Linked DNA regions of Mus musculus: all the other regions are linked to region 3. Evidence: chromatin contacts called from public Hi-C and promoter capture Hi-C data. All regions are on one chromosome and are shown on one strand. The core of a region is the stretch at or near the end of the contact, and the rest is flanking DNA. Distances in the headings are between cores, read along the strand shown. Region 1 holds the start of Pex11g (peroxisomal biogenesis factor 11 gamma). Region 2 holds the start of Mcoln1 (mucolipin 1). Region 3 holds the start of Clec4g (C-type lectin domain family 4, member g). Region 4 holds the start of Rps23rg1 (ribosomal protein S23, retrogene 1).

The links. Hi-C and Micro-C count contacts between places; a contact is called where the count stands out from the background. Capture Hi-C pulls out chosen DNA fragments and counts their contacts.
Region 1: a contact with region 3 is called in a Hi-C map of the HPC-7 cell line, with 2.8 times the contacts expected there. The contact joins the promoter of Pex11g here to the promoter of Clec4g in region 3. A contact is called at or near these places in 14 of 39 promoter capture datasets (3T3-L1-derived adipocytes, the C10 cell line, the HPC-7 cell line and 11 more), 1 of 484 Hi-C or Micro-C datasets (the HPC-7 cell line), 3 of 115 datasets of contacts at active chromatin or transcription factors (bone marrow-derived macrophages, embryonic stem cells and microglia) and 1 of 9 other capture datasets (liver).
Region 2: a contact with region 3 is called in a promoter capture Hi-C map of liver. The contact joins the promoter of Mcoln1 here to the promoter of Clec4g in region 3. A contact is called at or near these places in 5 of 39 promoter capture datasets (3T3-L1-derived adipocytes, the C10 cell line, embryonic stem cells and 2 more), 1 of 115 datasets of contacts at active chromatin or transcription factors (bone marrow-derived macrophages) and 2 of 9 other capture datasets (adipose tissue and liver).
Region 4: a promoter capture Hi-C map of pancreatic islet shows a contact between it and region 3. The contact joins the promoter of Rps23rg1 here to the promoter of Clec4g in region 3. A contact is called at or near these places in 3 of 39 promoter capture datasets (the C10 cell line, neutrophils and stem cell-derived epiblast-like cells), 4 of 484 Hi-C or Micro-C datasets (ECoMG-derived neutrophils, bone marrow-derived macrophages, macrophages and 1 more) and 3 of 9 other capture datasets (adipose tissue, liver and pancreatic islet).

What each region holds. Positions count from the first base shown.
Region 1 is chr8:3,466,115-3,469,597 of GRCm38.p6, reverse strand. Pex11g (peroxisomal biogenesis factor 11 gamma) reads left to right here and starts at 1,950. Exons shown (of 5, transcript NM_026951.3): 1 at 1,950-2,026. The coding sequence starts at 1,967. It also overlaps a transcript of Tex45 not described here.
Region 2 is chr8:3,498,560-3,501,976 of GRCm38.p6, reverse strand. Mcoln1 (mucolipin 1) reads right to left here and starts at 1,458. Exons shown (of 14, transcript NM_053177.1): 1 at 1,350-1,458. The coding sequence starts at 1,380.
Region 3 is chr8:3,718,834-3,722,430 of GRCm38.p6, reverse strand. It overlaps Clec4g (C-type lectin domain family 4, member g), which reads left to right and starts at 1,780. Exons shown (of 9, transcript NM_029465.3): 1 at 1,780-1,840; 2 at 2,845-2,955. The coding sequence starts at 1,786. Gm16553 (a long non-coding RNA gene) reads right to left here. Exons shown (of 5, transcript XR_003947358.1): 4 at 3,523-3,597.
Region 4 is chr8:3,566,222-3,569,697 of GRCm38.p6, reverse strand. Rps23rg1 (ribosomal protein S23, retrogene 1) reads right to left here and starts at 1,700. Exons shown (of 6, transcript NM_001024728.2): 1 at 1,602-1,700.

The sequences.
Region 1 (3,483 bases), core at 701-3,200, 250 kb after region 3:
ACACACACATAAACACACAAAGAGCAGATGGGGAGAGGACACTGTCTGAATAGCTAGGCTGCCTACCAGCTGAGCTTTACGAATGCAGCTCTCTCAATCATCCTCCAGTCTGGGGTGGCTTTCTAGAGATTTTTTGCGTTACCCTGCTCCCTTAAGCAGCCTCAATAAACTCACTGCTTCACCATATCAGACCTGAGTGAAATAATTTGACCTGAGTGAAATAATTTCTTTGCTTGATTCTGGGTCTTTTCTTTTTCCTTTCCTTTCTTTCTTTTTCCCTCTTTTTAAAAAAATTATTTATTGTTATACACTATATATATATATAATATATGTTATACACACATATATTATATATATAATAAATAATATATACATATTATTTATTGTTATACACTATATATATTATATATATATGTTATACACACACACACACACACACACACACACACATATATATATGGCTCAGTGGTTAAGAGCATCGACTGCTCTTCTGAAGCCCCTGAGTTCAAATCCCAGCAACCACATGATGGCTCACAACCATTCATAGTGAGATCTGATGCCCCCTTCTGGTGCATCTGAAGACAGCTACAGTGTACTTATAATAATAAATAAATCTTTTTAAAAAAAAATACTGTTCTGGGGTCTGTGAATGTGGCTCAGTATAGAACATTAGCTTACCATGCAGAGAGCTCTGGGTTCCATCCCAGCACCACACAAACCAGACTTGGTGGCACACACCTGTCATGCCAGCACTTCTGAGGTTGAGGCAGGAGGACCAGGAGGAGTCCAAGGCCAGTCTTGGCTACAAATTAATTCAGTTGGAGCCCAGCTTGGACTACATAAGATCTTGTTTCAAAACAAATACTCAAAATACTTGTGTCTTCACTCCTCCAAACACAACAAAAAAACAAAACAAAACAAAGCAAAACAAAACAAAACACAGCTGGTTAAGGTGAATTCTCTGGGTGCCCTGCTCAGGTAGATATGGATCAAACACCTTTAGCGATCAACTTTTGTCCTTCCTGGAAGGAAGAGTGGAAGAGAACTTTGACTATTTTGTAGTTGTTTTTACACACACGCGCATGTGCACCACACCATAACTGTGGAGGTTAGAGGACAGCTAGCACCAGAGTGGGTTCTTACTTTCAACTATGCCAGTCCCAAGGATGGAACTCATGTCTTCAGGCTTGACCTACATGCGCCTCTACCAACTGTGCCATCCTGCTGGCCCAGAGCTCCCTATGTAGATCTGGCTAGCCTGGAACTCACGGAGAACCTCTGCCCCCTGAATGCTGGGATTAAAGGTACTTGTTCCCTGCCGAGCTCATTTTTCTTCTAAAGGTGCCTTTTAGCCAGGTAACTAATGATATCTAATATAACATATCTAATGATGTCTTGGAGCCTTGTGCCACATGCCTATCATCCAGCATTTGGGAGACTAAATAAGGAGTGTAAGGCCAGTTTGAGCACATGGTGAGTTCAAAGATAGCGTGAACTAAATGAAATCCTCAAAAAAAAAAAAAAAAAAAAAGAAAGAAATCTAATCACCCCTCAAAGAAAGTGAAAATCAAGATGCCTTGTGAGAGTACACCAGTCACAGATGCTCAGAACAGACAAACTGATAAAGCAGGTACATGAAGCCCACAAGTGAAGCTTTTGATTGTCCCCACTCCCCGCTCCCCCCCCCCCCCGCCCGTAGGCAATGAATTAATTTTTGAAACATTTTGCTTGCGGAGTTGCCTAAGCAGCGGTGGAGCGAATTTCAACAGGCTTAGAAGGTCATTCTGGGTGTCCGTGGGCAGGGAGGACAGACGTGGCAGTAATACATTTGCAAACTGGGTTCGGGCTAGCACGCCTACAAGGTAGCAGTACTCGGACAAAGGGCAGGCAGTTGCGCCTGCGCGGACCTTCGGACCTTTCCAAAGGAGTTTGACCCCGCCCTGGGTGACGTCACGACCGAGTTGCCATGGCTCTGCTGAACCGTCTGGCTTCCGCGCTGGAGTCCCACCGGGTCCGGGACCGCCTGGTGAGAGGAAGTCTGGGGCCTTGGCGGGACCGGAGTGACCTGGAGTTTGGTCAGGTCTCAGAGATGAGGAAAACAGGCCAGAGAGGGGGTCCTAAAGGGACCGGTGTCTTACATGACAGCAGGCTGTCGGCAGGCTGGTGTCTTACCTGAGAACTTCCTACCTCAGCCTCCCGAATTGCTGGGATTACAGGTGTGTGCCATCACACACAGCTTGAAACTAATCATTTCTGATAAGCAAGTGAAATAATAAAAGATCTGGGACTGTAGCCCACTGCATTCCTAGCATAGACGAAACCTTTAGGTCCTTCCTCAGCACCGCACAAACCAGATATATTGGCACAAGCCAGTGATCTCGGCACTTCTAATGGAAAGATCAGGAGTTCAAGGCCAGCCTGGGCTACAGGATACCCTGTCTCAAAACAAAAGAAACAAAGATACAAGGGCGGTGAGCCTGCTAAATTTCCGTGTTCTAAGTGTCTTACTGAATGGCCCCTCTCTAAAGTCTTCCAAGCAAATGGCTATTTTGCCACCTAGACTGCTTTTTCAGTCCTGCTAAAGGCAGAGCTAGGCGGAAGAGCCTTATGCCCCTGCCTGTGGGCAAAGGAGAGCCCAGGAGGTGGGAAATAGTTTTGTTTTCTGTCATTTCAACCATTGGTGAGCAAGCTAGCACTCTAATGGGACTCCCCATGGCAACTCTTCCCCCCCTCCCCTTCCCCTCTCCTCTCTTCCCCTCTTCTTTCTTTGTTGAAACAGGACCTTGTTATGAAGTTCTGGTTGCCTATAACTTACCTTGTAGTCCAGGCTGACCCTGAACTTTCTTGTCCTTATGCCTCAGCTCCCCAAATACTGGCTGGGATGACAGGTGTGCCTCACCACACCCGGCTATGTGGCACTTTTTGGATTTTGATGTCAAGCTCTCCTCTTAACTTCTGCCTTGCCTGGGATGTTGGCTCAATTGGTAGAGTGCTTGTGCATTGTGCACGATTTGGTCTCAGTCTCAAGTACACCAGATGCTTGTACACCTCTCATTCCAGAGTTTGGGAGGTGGAAACAGGAGGATCAGGAATTCTAATCATGACCACGGTGTCTGGTTAGCCTGGGCTACGGAGACCCCGTCTCAAATTAACAAATTAGAATAATGTTACATCTTTTAAAAAAGGAAGAGAGAACGAAAGAAGCTTTCAGTTTTAGCCAGATTAAGTGCCCCATGCTTGTTATTACAGCCTTGCGGATGCTGAGGCAGGGGCATGGCAGTGACTTGCTGGGCTATGCAGTGAGTGAGGTGAACGTGAGACCCAGCCTCAGCAACCAAAAGAAAGAAACAAAAGATAAAAACCTTTCAGATTGGGTTGGCAGTTTGATGACTCTTAGAACTTTCTGGGTTTTTTTGAGACAGGATCTCAGTAGCCCAGGCTGGCCTTAAACTTGGAGGTGATCCTCCTGCCTCTGTTTCTCAA
Region 2 (3,417 bases), core at 209-2,708, 220 kb after region 3:
CAATCCAGAAGGAGGAGAGAAAGAGGAGGAGGAAGACTCGACTAGGCCTGTAATCACAGTACTCAGAGGCTGAAAAAGGAGTATCACAGGTTCAAGTCTGGCAGAATTCTGGAAGCAAAGAAGGCAGATACCAGAATTCCAGAACTCCCAGAGCTACATAGACACTCTGTCTCAAAACAGACAAAAACAAAAGTAAAAGAAGTTCAGGGTCTATAGACTAAGAACCTGATCCAAACAAAACCAAACTACCGCTAACAAAAGCTCGGGCTTCAAATACTGTCCTAATGGAAGAAACTAGCTAGCTGGCTGGCTGGCTGGCTGGCGCCTGTTTACAAACTGAGAAGAGACTAGGTTGGGGAAGGCAATACTCTCACAGGTCACAAACAACCCTGGAAAGAAATGTTTCGTAATAACAATAATACAGCCATCCATGGTGATACATGCTTAGAATCCCAGCACAAGGGAGGTGGAGGCTGGGATTATCAGGAGTCCTGCCCTCTTAAACTGGAGAATCTTAAGCCCACCCACTGTCCAAGTTCTTTGGACGCTCTATCTCTCTCTCATAAGGCAACTAAGTTTGTACTGGCCTTTAGAATTGTCATCAACAATAAGCTCTCTGCAGAGGTTTTAAAGGCTGGGACCTGCCCACTGGTTCTGAGAACCAACTGCCCATCTCTCCTCCATAAGTCTGCACCACACTTTAAAGGGAAAAATGGAGAGCTTGGAGAAAGAGGCTGGGGAAGTGGTGTCCACCCACCACCCAGTTCTAGGAACTGTAGACCCTCAGTGCTTGAGGCCAAGAGTTGCTGGTACCTGTACTACCTGAGTTCTGGGTACTATGCAAGCTGTTCACCTGAGGTTAGAGATGTTGTTGGTACACACCCACCACCCAGGTTCTAGGATGCTACTGTCTATCTCTCTCATATGAGGACTTGAAAAACTTGAGAACTGGAAGCCCAGGTTCTGGGAGCCATCTACCCATCTCTCCCCTATGGAGCATCTGAGAAGTCCGCACTGGAATTGACGAACGGGAAGTTGGGCGCTTGACGTCCAAGGTCGGAGGTGTCGCTGTGCACCCACTGCCCAGATTCTAGGAGGAATCATTCGTCAATCTCCCATAGGAACACTGAGAAGTCCGCCCTGAAAGTCAGAACACTAAGCTGGACGCTCGATGCCCACCCGCCGCCCAGATTCTAGGATCGGTAGAAGCTCTCCGCCTGAGGTAGGAGATGCTGGCCCGCCCGCCGCCCAGGTTCTAGAAGCCGAAAGCCCATCTTCCAGTATTGGACTGCAGCGGAAGTCACCCGAGGTCGCTGAGCTGGGCGCGCCCTCCCGCCGCCCGCGCTCACCTGAGGCGCGCCGGCCCGCCGGGGTGGCCATGGCCGCAGGGTGAGCGCGAGACGCGGGTGGGTCCCAGCGCGCGCCGCGGTCACTGCAGCCTCGCTCCCTCCCGGCGCCGCTTCAAACCCTCCCGCATCAGCTGACATGCGCCGCGGTCACGTGAGCGGGGCGCCTGAACTGAACACGTGACAAGCGCGACCCTTTCTAAGGGGCGGGGCAGAGCCTCCCAGCAGTGCGCATGCGCCCCTCGCTGGCCGCTTGTGGACTAAAAATAGTCGCGCGGTCCTAGTGCCGATAGCAACTCTAACAAAAGGTCTGAGGGACCCACTGGCTTCTAGGTGTGGCGGGAACTGGATCCGATCTGGCTCGGCGACAGCCTTGTAACTTCTGAGTCCAGAGCTTCACCTGTTACCCTCAGTAGTGTCCGGCGATGATCCGGCGTCCTAAGCCGAAAATATCCGCCCCTCTACTCCCAGAAACCTTTTCTGTCTCCCATCTGAGCTACAAGCAAACCGTTTCCTAAACCAAATAGAACCGTATTTTAACAGTCCAAAGACTTTCTGCGCTACTGCAACAGCCTCAGTCCTATCTTTTACAGCCAGTCTCCTCCTACGGAGAGTCCAGGACCTCCAAAGAATTTCCACCTTCTAGAACCTCCTGGTGACTTCCCAAGGCTTTGCAACGACCAGAAAACTTCCCACTTAAACTGACCGCTGGTCTGCCATTCACCTCTTTATGGCAGTCTTGCTTGGAACTTGATAGTTAAAAACGCAGCTCTGCAAGGAAGACAATTTGAGTGTAAATCTAACCATCACTTCAAAACTTTCCACCGTGCCTTAAATTGTGAGCTAATTTCTATTTATTTATTTATTTATTTATTTTGGTTTTTCGAGACAGGGTTTCTCTGTAATAGTTCTAGCTGTCCTGGAACTCACTCTGTAGACCAGGCTGGCCTCGAACTCAGAAATCCGCCTGCCTCTGCCTCCCAAGTGCTGGGATTAAAGGCACGCACTACCACTGCCTGGCCCTTTTATTATTAATAATAATCAATTGAAATTTTCTTGTTCTTTGCAAAACGGGATTCACCCAGGATTACCTGCCTCCCAGAGCTGTACAAAGGATTCAATGAAATAATTCAGACCATCTCACAGTACTGGGGATGTAGCCCAGTTGATAGGGTGCTTGCTCAGCAGGCACAAACTGGGATCAGTCCCCAGCGCTGTGGAAACATGGCATGATGGCCCTTGCAGTCCAATAACATTGGTAAGTATTATAATACTTTCTCAAAAGCCAGGCATTGAGGCTAGGGAGATGGCTCGGTGCAATAGTCAGGGAGGTGGTTCACTGGCTCAGGTGCTTGCCATGAAAGCATGAAGATCTGAATTCAGATCCCTAGAATTTGTGTAAAAACTAAGGCCTGGTACCTGTAATCCCAGCATTGTGGAGGCAGAGATGAGAGGATCCCTGGGGCCTGGGGCCAACAGTTTAACCAGTCTGTGAGCCCCAGGATAAAAGTGAGGGGCTGAAGAGATAGTGCATCAGTGAGGAGAACTGGTTCTGGTAGAGGACTCGAGTTCAGTTCCCAGCATCCACATGGCAGCTGACAACTGCCTATAATTCCAGTTCCACTAGATACAATGTCCTCTTCTGACCTCCAAAGTCAACAGTCATGGGGCACAGACTTACCTGAAAGCAAAATACTTATAAATATATAATAAAAATTAAATTTTAAAAAAGTAAAGACTTGAGGAAGATGCCAACCTGAATCCCTCGCCTCTATGTGTGCATACACACAGGCACTGTCATCCACACCTACAAGTCCATATGCTGCCACCACACACACACCACACACACACCACATACACACTACACACACACACTCACACTCACACACACCACATACACACACACTCACACACACAGAGGGGGTAAGCGTGTTGGGCTGTTTAGAAGATGGATATTGAGGTCAGCTAGGTCTGTGTAGTGATACCCTACCCTCCAAATAAAGCAAAAACGTTCCTCAGGAAAAGTGATCCTTCCATCTTAATCAGAAATCTTGCTATGGTTTTAGAATGT
Region 3 (3,597 bases), core at 531-3,030:
ATATTGAGGGAGGCCCAGAACGGAATCCGGCCCCACATTACCAGGCTCCTGGAACAAGGGATCTTATGGAAATGCCAATGGGCTTGGAATACTCCCGTCCTGCCTGTGAAAAAACCTGGGACCCAAGACTGAGGAGGACTATCCAGAGGTGACTAAACTCCTCTTAGAGGAGCTGAGAGGCTTAAGATACAGAGCCTCAGCCACGAAGGCCCAAATCTGCCAGAGAAAAGTAAGTTATCTGGGCTACCTGCTGAAGGACAGCGGGTTCTGCTCTCCAATGCTGGCTCATAGAGACCATCCTGGACACGGACTTTGAGACCAGCCTATATTACTTAGCCTTTAAGAGACCCTGTTTCCACATGAAACTCAAGAAGAAGAAAGACCAAAGTGTGGATACTTTGTTCCTTCTTAGAATGGGGAACAAGATACCCATGGAAGGAATCACAGAGACAAAGTTCGGAGCTGAGATAGAAGGAAGGACCATCCAGAGACTGCCCCACCCAGGGATCCATCCCATAAACAACCACCAAACCCAGACACTATTGCATATGCCAGCAAGATTTTGTTGGCAGGACCCTGATATAGTTGTCTCTTGTGAGGCTATGCCAGTGTCTGGCAAATTCAGAAGTGGATGCTCACAGTCATCTATTGGATGGAACGCAGGGCCCCCAATGAAGGAGCTAGAGAAAGTACCCAAGGGACTAAAGGGGTCTGCAACACTCTAGGAGGAACAACAATATGAATTAACCAGTACCCCCAGAGCTCGTGTCCCTAGCTGCATATGTAGCAGAGGATGGCCTAGTCGGCCATCATTGGGAGGACAGGCCCTTGGTCTTTCGAAAATTATATGCCCCAGTACAGGGGAATGCCAGGGCCAGGAAGCAGGAGTGGGTGGGTTGGAGAACAGGGCAGAGGGAGGGTATAGGGGACTTTTAGAGAGGAAACTAGGAAAGGGGATAGCATTTGAAATGTAAATGAAGAAAATATCCAATAAAAAATGTAACTTCAAATATATCACATTGCTTTAGGTAGTAATTACATAATTTAACAAAGGGAACCTTACAATAAACTTTTAAAAGCTTTAAAAAAGAGAGAGAGACCCTGTTTCCAAAAAAAAAAAAAGGTGGATGGGGGTCACCATGACAGCTCAATGAATAAAGGAGCTTGCTGCCAAGTTTGGCAATTTGGCTTTGATCCCAGAATCCACATGGTGTAGAGAGAAAACCAATTCTCACACGTTGTCAGGTGAATGTACATTAGAGGGATCTCTAATCCTATGCAAGAACCCAAAACACACAATATAACTAAATAAATGCAATATTTAAAAGATAAATGGTGCCTGGGTAACAACACTCCAATCTGTCCTCTGACCTCCACAATCACACACATACATACATTTACACAGAGAGAGACAGAAGGTTGAGAACCACTGGTATAAACCAAACACATATCTTCTTGGCACTGTGTGTATACATTATGTATGTCTCCTATCTGTGCATGGGTGCTGTGTTCCTGGTCTATGCCTCCATAGACACCAAAAGATGAGTCGTCACACCTTCTGTGCAGGAAACACAGCTACAATGATCAAGCCACAGAGGTTTGATCTGCCCCTCACAGTCCTAGCCTTGCCCAGCACTGCGACTGACCATTAGCTGGCTTCCTACACAAAAGTATTGAGGCCACCGACATGGAAAGGAAGGAAGGGAGGGAGGGAGGGAGATAGGATAGGGCTAGGGTGGAGACTTAAATTTATATCTCTGTCCAGGGCTGGACGCCACCACCACCATGAACACTGGTGAATACAACAAGCTGGGCAGTGCAATTGAAGAGGTCTCCAGAGGTAGGAGAAAGAGAATCACCCCATCGTCCTCCATGGGTTCTTCTGTTCTAATGTTTGCAGTTTGGGAGGGCTGGGGAGAAGAAACGGCAAAACCATACAGGAGACACCACTGTATGGACAGAACTGTGGAATGGTGGTGCCCGCAGCACAGGCATGGGGACATCACATCCTGGAGTGAGGACTTCCCAGGGTCCTAAGGGCTGGGTCCTGGGTCCTGGACTGAGAAACAGCATCACCCAAGTCTCCCCCAGAAAACCTGTGTGGGGACAGGTATCACTCCAGCCACAGACACCTTGTTACATAGATTCTGGTTACACTGGCATAAGAATTCTAAGACTGCTAAATATGCAGCTGGAGCCATGGGTCCCTCCATGTGAACTCTTTGGTTGATGGTTTAGTCCCTGGGAGCTCTGGAGGGTCTGGTTGGTTTATATTGTTGTTCTTCCTATGGGGTTGCAAACCCCTTCAGCTCCTTCTTCAGTCCTTCCTCTAACTCCTCCATCGGGATCCCCATGCTCAGTTCCGTGGTTGGCTGCAAGCATCAGCCTCTGTATTTGTCAGGCTCTGGCAGAGCCTCTCAGGAGACAGCTATTTCAAGCTCCTGTCAGCAAGCACTTCTTGGCATCTGCAATAGTGTCTGGGTTTGGTGGCTGCATATGGTAGTCTCTGGATGGCCTTTCTTTCAGTCTGTGTTCCACCTGTGAAGGCTCAGTGCCCCAATGTAGGGGAAGTCTAGGGTGGTGAGGTGGGAGTGGGCAGGTGGGTATGGGAGCACCCTCATAGAAGCAGTGGGGGGTGGAATGAGATGGGAGTTTGTGGAGGGAAACCCAGGAAGGGGGATAATATTTGAAATGTAAAAAAATAAAATAGCCAATTAAAGACTTTTTTAATTTTTAAAATTAAATTTAAAAAAATTCTAACTATGTTGTGTGGTGGTAGGAGGGTACTTAAGCTGTCTGTACCTCTGTCCTGGAGAGAGCCAGAATTTATCTGTGTTCTACTAGGGCAATTGGGACGTTGGGAGTGCTACAAACAAAGACTTTTCTTCCTGGTCTTGGCTCTGCTGGTGGCCACAGTTCTATGGGCTCTCATTCTGAGCACCCTACTGTCCAGTGGTGAGTGATGTATTTTCATGTGTACATGTCTGTGTCTGAGGGTATGCCGCGGGTGTACAAGTGCCCACAGTGGGTAGATGGCATCAGATCCCCTACAGCTGGAGTTGGAGACACTTGTGAGCCATTGCATGTGGGTGCGAGTGCTAAGAACCAAACTCAGGTTCTCTGGAACAGCATCTCTGAACCATCGCTCCACCGGAGTGATCCCTTTACAGGGACAAGTTATGCTGCCTGGCAGGTAAGGCACAAACTTGCTTCCTATGCGGTGCACCACATGGGGTCCTGGATAGCAATGAGTATAAACCATGGTTCCCATGGGTTTCACCAGGTTTGCCTGAGACATCGGAAATCATATGGATTGTATGATATGATTTTTATGTTATGAATGGAAATTCAAAACAGCAAAAAAATTAAAGTTATAAAGTAACAACGAAAATAATTTTATGGTTAGAGGTCACCACAACATAAACTATATTAAAGGGCCACCGCATTAGGAAGGTTGAGGACCACTGGTGCTTGGCACTGTATTATGCATTTTGTATGTCTCCTGTCCATACCCGGACATACCTGTGCCTCCGTGGATAACAACGTACGTGTCCTCACACACTCTGAGCAGGCGGAGGCTTCACAACTCATGCTTGC
Region 4 (3,476 bases), core at 451-2,950, 150 kb after region 3:
ATAAATAAATAAGTATAGTTAAAAATTCTTTAAAAGGCCTGGAGAGATGATGTAGTGGTTAAACACTCACCGTCTGCTCTTCAGGGAATACATGATTGGTTCCCAGCACACACATTAGGGAGTTCACAACTACCTGTATCTCTAGTTCCAGGGAATTCAATGCCCTCTTTTGGTCTGCCCAGGCAATGTGTGTGTGTGTGTGTGTGTGTGTGTGTGTGTGTGTGTGTAGTGCTCATGCAGACAATGAGGTCTACGAACATACACATAAAATAAATAATTAAATAAAAACTAAAAAAAAAAAACAGTAACAACAAGGGGAATGGCTCCTGAAGAACTATACCCAAGATAGATCTCTATACTACACACACACACACACACACACACACACACCTACACACATGCACACACACACCTACACATATGCACAGACACACCACACATACACACAGACATACCTACACACACAGACACACATGCACACACACACATACACACAGACACACATGCACAGACACACATACACACATACACACATGCACAGACACACACACAAACAAACCTACACACACACATACACATATGCACACACACACATACACACATGCACAGACACACACACAAACAAACCTACACAGACACAGACACACAAACACACATGTACACACACAGACACACATGCCCACATACACACCTACACATATGCACAGACACACATACAGACACACCTACACACACACTCTCACACACACACATCTACACACATGCACATACACACACCTACACACATACACACCTACACACATGCACGCACACACACACACACACACACACACACAGGTTCTTCAAATATAACACCCCGTTGCACTCAGGTAAATAAAGCTGATCATACAAAATCAATACTTACAAACATGAACAAACACGAAGCAGAAACAGTATGTGATCCTCCCAGTCTATCTGCCTCTCTGAGTGCTCACACCTGCGGAGAGTGTCACCCCACTCCAACACAACCACTCAGGACCCACCACTTGTTTGAGCCATAGAAAAAAGCCACAAGAACAGAGGATTGGAAAAAATTTGCATACTGAAGTAAGATATTAAAAGTGTGGAAAGCAACGGAGGCTGCAGGGGGCTTTAAAAAAATCCTCCACCCCACCCCAACGACTGCTTGCTCTGAGGTAGATTGCAGGGATCCGTATGGTGGGAGGGGAGAACCGATTTCTGCAAGTTCTCCTCTGAACTCTACACGCACATATAGACACACACAAAGTAAATAAACAAATATATACTAAAATAATATATATACAAAGCTGCGTTCTTTAACTTCTTCCTTCCTTCCTTCCTTCCTTCCTTCCTTCCTTCCTTCTTTCCTTTCCCCCCTCCCTCTCTTCTCTCTTCCTTTCTTTCTTTCTTTTTCTTTCTGAGGCAGGGTCTCATTTTGTAGACCTGGCTGTCCTGAAACTTGCTGGCCTATATAAACCAGGCTGGCCTTGAATACACAGAGTTCTACGCGCCTCTGCCTTCAAAGTCCTAGTAATACAGTCTAGGGTTCTTTATCCGGTTCGTTTTCTCTGCCAATTCACTAACTAAAAGGCAGGACAAACCTCAAGCACGACAGGTGGCAGTGGAGAAATCTCCAGTCTGCTGACAGCAGCAGAGAGAATCGGCAGTTGAGGACAGGCATTTATCTGGGGTGAGAGAAAGACTCTCTGCAAAGCAGAGAGGTTGACAATGAAGGCTGGGGGTTTAAAGTCTGAGTTTTCTTCCCTACTTTACGGTTGGTCAGTTTGAAGAAAGACAGAGTAGCTGATTGGCTCAGAACTGTTGTGTGACCGTCCTGAGCAGACCTCGGACACCTGACCCAGACCAGCAGCAGAGTCCTGCTGGCAGGAGACAAAAGCATGTAAGGCATTTGTTTTAAGCCTCCAGGCTTTTGTCTCAGCTCAGCAGGGCGAGGAAGAAGCTACCATCCTCGGAGCTTGCTATCTTTGTTACCTAGCTCTGGCCGATCTCCCTCTTGGTCTGCTTATCTGGGAGTCAGTCTAATGGATAATCTTTCACTAGGATTAAAAGTTGTGCAAATCACATGGCGCCCCACCTCCCCTTTTAAGTCAAAGAAAGAGTTACTTATTTATTTTGTTTTTTCAAGACAGGGTTTCTATGTGTAACAACCCTGGCTGTCCTGGAACTGGCTTTAAAGACCAGACTGGCCTCAAACTCACAGAGATCCACCTGCTTCCACCTCACGAATGATGGGATTAAAGAGTGTGCTACCATGCCCAGCAAGTTTTTATCTTGCACGTTTTTAATGTGTGAGAGCAGGTGTGTAGTCTCTCTGTGTGTAGGTCAGAGGATAATTTGTGGAGTCCATTCTACCTTTATGAGGTTTCTAGGGACCTGAACTCAGGTTGGCAAGTGCTTTACCCACTGAGCCATACCCCCAGTCCTATTTGGGGGGTTGGGGGACATGTAAGCCAGGCTGGCCTCAAACACACTAAAAGTGGCCTTCAGCTTCTGCTTTCCACCGCGTGAGTGCTCTGGTTACAGCCATGTCACCAGGTTTGGTTTGCTGTTTGATTGAGGTGGGGCAATGTGCTTGGGTTGGAACCCAGAGCCTCGAACATCCTGAATTTGTTCTGTGCTTCCAGTAGCCCTCCCAGCTGTCCTGTCTAATAATTTCCAACTGTGCCATGAAACAGGACCTTCCACCCACTGCCAGGGGTGTTAAACTTTTCCGCCTTTTACCAGAGCAACTTAGCCAAGTGTATCAAGCACTACAATGAAGCCAGTCAGCTATGAGCCTCTGTTGTCAAGTCTAGTGTTTGTTTTTCCTAAGAACAGGAACAGGGGAAATGGAAGAATGTTCTTACTCGTTTATTGCAATAACACATTGGAGATAATAGGAAGAAATGATTGAGGGCTTAGGGCTGTGGTTAAGTTGGTAGAGCACTTGGCCTGCAAAAAGCCTTGGGTTCCATCCCAAGTATTGACTAAAGCAGGCATGGTGCTATGATCCCAGGAGGAAGAAGCTAGAGATTCACAAGTCCAAGATCATCCTGGGCCAAATGAGACTCAAAGAGAGGTCACTCACTGCACAAGCCTGATATCTGAGTTGAATCCTCACAGCATAGTGAAAGGAGAACAAACTCCTGTAAGTTGACCTCTGACCTCATATTTGCTGCTGCACCTGAATCAATGATAGGAGGGGAGAGAGAGAGAGAGAGAGAGAGAGAGAGAGAGAGAGAGAGAGAGAGAGAGAGAGAGAGCAAATAAAAAGAAGTTGGTGGGTGTGGTGCACAGCTGTAATCCGAAGATTCCAAAGGTTGAGGCAGGAGGATCTCAAAGTTAAGGTCATCCCAGGCTTCATATTAACAACCTACCTGAAAAAGAGGAGTAGGGTGAACAGGATGAGGGGGAAGAAGAAGGAAAATCCCCACCCCAATCTCATCTATGATAGTGAAAATCTAAAAGCAACCCTG